2 separate regions of the Callithrix jacchus genome follow, and region 1 is linked to region 2. The links are chromatin contacts, called in public Hi-C maps. All regions are on one chromosome and are shown on one strand. Each heading gives the region's core, a stretch centred on a gene start, on an enhancer-like site or on the middle of the called end of the contact. The rest is flanking DNA. Distances are from core to core; before and after follow the strand shown.

The links. A called contact is a pair of places that touch in the nucleus more often than the background predicts.
Region 1: a Hi-C map of skeletal muscle shows a contact between it and region 2, with 7 times the contacts expected there. The contact joins the promoter of IRF2BP2 here to the enhancer-like site in region 2. A contact is called at or near these places in 2 of 3 Hi-C or Micro-C datasets (both in skeletal muscle).

Annotation. Positions count from the first base shown.
Region 1 is chr19:50,620,638-50,624,264 of calJac240_pri, forward strand. IRF2BP2 (interferon regulatory factor 2 binding protein 2) reads left to right here and starts at 2,000. Exons shown (of 2, transcript XM_035280421.3): 1 at 2,000-3,627. The coding sequence starts at 2,678.
Region 2 is chr19:50,343,205-50,346,529 of calJac240_pri, forward strand. No RefSeq gene overlaps it. Among named protein-coding and RNA genes, the nearest start is that of TOMM20, 240 kb to the left of the region's middle. Within about 2 kb of position 1,422, at least 3 of the 16 cell types and tissues checked have an H3K27ac peak or open chromatin away from gene starts, as enhancers often do. A contact at or near this core is called in skeletal muscle, where this site is marked.

The DNA of each region.
Region 1 (3,627 bases), core at 750-3,249, 280 kb after region 2:
TTTCAGTCAGTGCTTAGTGGGCCATCTCTTGCGGGTGTTGAGTTGGTTCATTTCTCTGCAGCACAAGGACTGGGCAGTGACACAGTGGGTGAAGCCATGTGCTGGGATGAATGTCACAGGGTCTCCGAGGAGGGTGACCAAAGGGACAGGTCCTGAAGGCAGTGTGCAACAGCAAAGCCTGGGAGTGACAAAACCCGCTGGCACCAGCTGCTCCCGGGAAGGATCTGGGCAGGCCCCGCTCTCCCAGCTTGAAGAGGGTGAGGCAGGATTGCAATTGCAGGGCAAGATCCACAAACAGATGGAGAGCCCTTTAAAGCAGGCGCACCTTCTATGGAAATCCCCAAAAGACATTCAAGGCTAACCTACAAAAACATTTAGGTCTGACATTACGTTTTCTGTGCCATTCTCAAACAGGTTTTTTCATGTGTTTTAAGCAGCTCCCTCCACTGTTTCGCTAAGGCTGTTTTTCCTCTTCCTTGTGGTTAATCCTTTGAAGCAACCTGGTACTTTCAATAGCAACGGCTAGAGAGAAACGTCAGCAGGATTTTTTTCTCTCTCCACCTACCAATCCAGTTGTAGGAAAGATAATATAATTAGTACCCTGTTCTTCCCACACTTAACCAGCTCATTCCAGTCTCAGGGGAGAGATGTGGGCCTGTGTTCCCAACAAAAGCAGCTCCAGAGGCCGCCCTTAAAGAGCTGAAGTGTAAAAGTCCCAATTGAGAGCGACTAAGCCTACGAACATTAGGGAGACTAACGACCAGCCCAAAGTGATTTATCATAACACACACCAGCTCCTCCTCCCGATAAAAGTGCGAAACTCAAGTGTTCAATTCAGTCTGGGCTGAGGCTGAGGCTGCCAACTGTGGCAGAGCTGCGGGCCGGGCGTCTGGGCTGAGCCCGGCCTAGGTGGCACATAGGGTGCAAGTCCGCCCCCGCCAGTGGCCCGCCCTCCGCGACGGCGAGCCAGCCAGCCGGTCGCCCCCACGGCCCGCGGGGACCCCGCAGAGACAAGCAGACCCCCGCCCCCCACGGCTCGCGCCCGCGCCTCCCGCCACACCGAATCCAAGTTCGGGCCCGGGGGCGGCGCCTTGAGGCCCAGACTTGCCAAAGGGGGTGGAGCCTCCGCCGTGACGCGGCGGCGCTGGCCGTAGACCCCGGATCCCTGGAATGTGCATTCGTTCCACGAGGCCCTAGTGCCAGCGGCGCCGAGGCACGTCTGCGCGGAGCGTGCGCACTTGCGGCGGCGGCCGTCCGCGGCCCCGCGCCCACGTCACGCGCCCGCCGCGCGGACCTACATAAGGCGGTCTGGGCCGCTGGCGCGGCGAGGACCCCGCTGAACAGGGCGGCTGGACTGGCTAAGAGTATCACTTGGTGTTCTCGAGCAGCTAATCAGAACCGCGCTCCCTCCGCTCGAGGGCTCCGTGGAAAACGCGCGAGCCAGCTGGCGGCGTGTGCACGCGGTGCTGGGCTTGGGAACGTCAGACTCTCCCCAGTTAGTAAAAGGGGCAGGCAGCGCGTGTGTCCTTCCCAAGACAAATGCAAATGCAAAGCACCAGTGACGGATTTCATGCTCATGCGTCCGACATTGAGCTTTCAAGTCTCACTCCTAAGAAACTGGGACTGTGAACCACGCTAGACTTAAAATCCCCCTTCTCTGGAGACTGACGAAAACCAAGTGACAAAGTGGCCTTGCATGAAAAAAAATTTAAAAATGACTTTTGGCATGGTTTGGCCCAGAGGCACACCAGGGGAAAACATCCTGAGGGTGGTCGAGACAGCCGGGTGGGGCGCGAAGTGAGGGAAGTGGAGGAAAAACGCAGGACCACTTAGCACGGCGTTCCGAAGGGAACACCGGCTCTGCGGCGCCCGGCTCTCCCGGCAGCGCTCCTTGGGCGCGCGGGGGGAGGGGGAGCACGCGCGCGCGGGAGGGCGGGCGCGCGCACGAGGGGAGGGGGCCCGCGCAGGCGCCGTGCGAGACTGTCGAAGAATCAAGTCTGTAGAAGTGGAGCGGCCGCGGCGCCAGCAGCAGCAGCGACGGTGGCAGCGGCGGAGCTGAGGCGGGCTGGCCGCTGACGCTGGCGCTGGAGAGCGGCGACGCCAGGAGCTGTGAGAGAGCGGCGGAGCGACCCCGGGCCCGCGCCGCGCCCGAGCTCCACGCCGCCCGGCCGCCGCCGCCCCGGCGCGGCATGCCCCGCCGCTCGGGCTGAGCCTGCCCCGGCGGCCGCCCCCCGCCCCCCGCCCCCCCGGCCTCCCCGCCCCCCGCCCCGCACTCCGTGCCGGCCGCCGTCGCGACCTGCTGCGCTCCCCCACGCCCGCGCGGCCCGTCTTCGCCCCGGTCTGGAGGCCCGCCGCGGCCCCGGCCGAGCCCCAGCCGCCTCGCCCGCCGCCCCGCCGCCCCGCGCCGCCCGCCCGTGCCCGCGCCGCCCGGGGGGACCTGCTGCCGCGGCTGCAGCCTCTCGCCCCGCGCCCGCCGCCCCTCGTGCACCGGGGGCGCTGCGCGGGCGCCGAGCCTTCGCGGGCTTTGCCGCCGCCGCCGCCTTTGCGGCCGCCGCCGCCGCTGGTGGGGGAGACGCGGGGTTGGGGGGGGAGGAGGGCGCGCGTGGTGCCGGTGGGGGGCGGCGGCGGCGCCCCCTCCTCCTCCTCCACCTTCTCCGGCGCGGCGGGCTCCTCGGACATGGCCGCGGCGGTGGCGGTGGCGGCCGCGTCCCGGCGGCAGTCGTGCTACCTGTGTGACCTGCCCCGCATGCCCTGGGCCATGATCTGGGACTTCACCGAACCCGTGTGCCGCGGCTGCGTCAACTACGAAGGCGCCGACCGCGTCGAGTTCGTCATCGAGACGGCGCGGCAGCTGAAGCGGGCGCACGGCTGCTTCCCGGAGGGTCGTTCCCCGCCCGGCACCGCGGCCCCGGCTGCCGCCAAGCCGCCGCCGCTCTCGGCCAAGGACATCCTTCTGCAGCAGCAGCAGCAGCTCGGCCACGGCGGCCCCGAGGCGGCCCCGCGCGCCCCGCAGGCCCTGGAGCGCTATCCTCTGGCGGCCGCGGCCGAGCGGCCCCCGCGCCTTGGCTCGGATTTCGGCGGCAGCCGTCCGGCGGCGAGCCTGGCCCAGCCGCCGACTCCGCAGCCGCCGCCTGTGAACGGCATACTGGTGCCCAATGGTTTCTCCAAGCTGGAGGAGCCGCCCGAGCTGAATCGCCAGAGCCCGAACCCGCGGCGCGGCCACGCGGTGCCGCCCACCCTGGTGCCGCTCATGAACGGCTCGGCCACGCCGCTGCCCACCGCGCTCGGCCTCAGCGGCCGCGCTGCCGCCTCCTTGGCCGCGGTGTCCGGAGCCGCGGCCGCCAGCCTGGGCTCTGCGCAGCCCGCCGACCTGGGCACCCACAAGCGGCCGGCCTCTGTGTCCAGCAGCGCAGCAGCGGAGCACGAGCAGCGCGAGGCGGCAGCCAAAGAGAAGCAACCGCCGCCGCCGGCCCACCGGGGCCCGGCCGACAGCCTGTCCACCGCGGCCGGGGCCGCCGAGCTGAGCGCTGAAGGTGCGGGCAAGAGCCGCGGCTCCGGAGAGCAGGACTGGGTCAATAGGCCCAAGACCGTGCGCGACACGCTGCTGGCGCTGCACCAGCACGGCCA
Region 2 (3,325 bases), core at 172-2,671:
CTCGGCTTCCCAAAGTACTCAGATTACAGGCATGAGCCACCACACCCATCTCAATTTTGATTTCTTAATTAAGAGATGAACAAACTGAGGGCAAGAGGCTGAGCCACCTGCCCCAGATCCCCTGGTGAGTTGGTCTCCAGTTTCCCTTTGCTCTTTAGGTCTGCTATCTCTGATTGTACTGCACTTAGTTTATCTGGGTGTACCTTGTCCCACTCATCAGCCTTTGATGAACTGGACTAAGCCTCACAGGGGAACTCAATACTTCTTTTTGATCAGATTAAATGCTCAATGCCTATTTGTTTCATTACATGGACGACATTAGGAACAGATACATCACGCAAGATGTTCTTGCATGTAAGTTACTTGTTACAGGGCCCAGCCTTGGGCCACAGGACGTGGAAACACCCCTCTCCCACTCTTTTTGGCAGTGCCTTCTGCCGTTCTTTGTAACCAAGAAGGTCAAGGCCAAAAGAGTGGTGGAGGCTAAGGGGTTAATCTCCATCCTCAGTCTTATCTCTTTGTTTCCTGTGCACCAGACACCCTTGAAACATTACCTGCAAGTTACTGGAGCTTTAAATCGAAATGTCAACCCTCTCTTCATTTCCACTTACCATGCTTGCCCCCACGGGACAGATTGTACTGCTTTTAAAGTGGGAGATATCCTTTCTCATAACTCTTCTGTGGATGACTTAATCCCTGTAACATCTGCCATGTGGGCCATGGGCTCCTGGGGAATAAGAGCTTGGATCTTACTCTTTCGTTGTGTCATTTGGTTCCCTGCTTCTGAACCTCAGCATCAAAACCCAACCAAAACAAAAGGGAAAATATTTTTCTGAGTTCAGCGTGACCTCAAGGATCTTGATGAATGGGTGGAATTAGATGCCCATGGGTGCTGACAGCTAAATGCATTTCTACAGAGGGGCGAGGGCTGTGGGTAGATGTCACCTTTATGGCAAGAATGAACGTGAAGGGACCTGTTCCTATTTCCAGCGTGGGATCATGTATGTGTTTCTCAGTCGGGTCTATGTGAGGTGGTCAGCTGAGTGCAACAGCTTTCTATGTTTGCTGAGAAGACAGTGTTTGGGGCTCGCTGGGTCCCAGCGTGATGGGGCAAGTATATTGCACAAAACCACATGACTAATTCCTAAGACCAGCCAACTGCATCTTTATGAATCCTGATTTAGACAAGGTGCTGTTCATTTGCTTAAAAAAGATATGAGTCCCAGACCAGGAGGAAACTGTCAAGGTTTATTTCGCAACCTCCTTTAAAAGATCTGGAGTTGCCCTTCAAGGGATAGAGAGGTAATTTATAAGCCTTCCCTTTAATCTAGTTTCCAAATATAGTGGGGCTATCTCACAGTCAAGATTGCCTCACTGCCAAGGTCCACTTGAATTTCAGAACACAGTGCTCTCACCACAGAGGCCCGGGGCACCAGGCAACTCAGGAGAGAAAAACTCCTGTGGCTCCCCGGGGACCCCCAGGCTGCCGTGGGGCCAGGAACATGCAGAGCCCTTGATCTCCTGATATATTTCTCTTTGTCAAAGGGCATCTGGCCAGGCACACTGACTCATGTCTGTAATCCCAGCATTTTACGAGGCTGAGGCGGGTGGATCATGAGGTCAAGAGATCGAAACCATCTTGGCCAACATGGTGAAACCCTGTCTCTACTAAAAATACAAAAATTAGCAGGGCGTGATGTCACGCACCTGTAGTCTCAGCTACTTGGGAGGTTGAGACAGGAGAATTGCTTGAACCAGGGAGGCGGAGGTTGCAGTGGGCCGAGATCGTGCCACTGCACTCCAGCCTGGCAACAGAGTGAGATTTCACCTCAAAAAACAAACAAAAAACCCCAGCAAATCCAAGAAGCCACAGGAAAGAAAAAGGAGGCCCTGCTGTCCCTCACCCAGTCAGTGCCCACCCACCCTGAGCTGGGGCTGGCTGCTGACCTTAGCCATGGGCTCCCTGTACTCCCTGGATGTGTGGCCTTGGGTCCCCTGTGCCATGAAGCTGGTAAGGATGGCAGGTCACCTTCAGGCTCCACCTTCCCACCTATGTCCCACTCAGCCTGTGCTTTTCAGGGGTTCTGTACCATAGACCCCTGGACTGTGGGGGACCCTAGCCAGGGAGCTGTCAGCCTCCTGAGCAGGGCTGACAGCCTCTCTGCTCTCCCTGAAGATGCTGAGTCCGGGTGGGCTGAAATGTCCAGCCTCCCTCTGTTTCTCGGCAGGGCCTGGCTGGGGTTTTGGCCTCCTTTTGCTTTTGACCTATGTGACCCTCTTGAAATAGTTGCCACCCCACCAGACAGCATGTGCATCTGGAGTCCCACCCCCAATCCCCAGCCTCAGAGGGTGTGGGCAGTTTGGGGCATGGAATGGCCAGCTGGTTGTCAGGGATTGCCTGTAAGAGGGGCTGTTGGTCTCTGAAACATGAAAGGGGAGCTGAGGACACCAGCTCAGTCGAGGGATAGTGAAATACAATCCCAGGGGTTGCCTGGCTTACTTGCCTATTTTGAGGGCTGGCCCATCCCTAGCCCGCATGTATGTCCTTGTGGGGCCTGCTGGGTAGTCTTCAGTCTTTCCCATGATCCCCTTGGGCCAGGGGATCCCCGGAAGGCTGATCCAGTTACTCGGATACTTTAGTCGTGCACCTGTGCGTTTCCTTTCTACATTTGAGAGAATTTATTAAATCATTGCTCTATACTAGGCTCTTGGGAAACAGGATAAAAAATAGGTGTGGTCCTGGCCCTGGGAAACCTCACCAGTTAAAGACATGGCAGGCAAGGCGAGAGCTGTATCAGCAAGGAACAACTACAAACATCTCAGGACAGACAGTAACAGACATTGGTTTTGTGGATCTGCAGGTTCCGGCTGTAGGTCCGCGGGGGTTGGCCAGGCTGATCTGACTCCATGGTTGTTCATCCTGGGTCCCAGGCAGGAGACTCTTCTTTTGACGATGGCAGAGATACGAAAGAGCAATGGAAGCACACAAAGCTTGTCAGGCTGAGGCTTGCAGCTGGCACACTAGCCCTCTATCCGCATACCCATGTCCAGTGCAAATTATACAACCAACCCTGCGGCCAAAGGGTAAGGAAGCTCAACCAACCCTGCAGCCAAAGGGTAAGGAAGCTCCTTCTCCTCCGTTGTAAGGCTGAGGGTGCAGGAGGGAAGAGCCAGGCTAATAATCCACCACTCGGGCAGTCACTGCAGGCGTGGGGGCCCCAGGGACCAGGTGCAGACTGCAGGGGGGCATGAAGGAGCCTGGGACATGTGGTTTGGGAAGCTGGGGGCTAGCTCCTTGTGGCAGTAGGACGGGGCCATGGGGAAG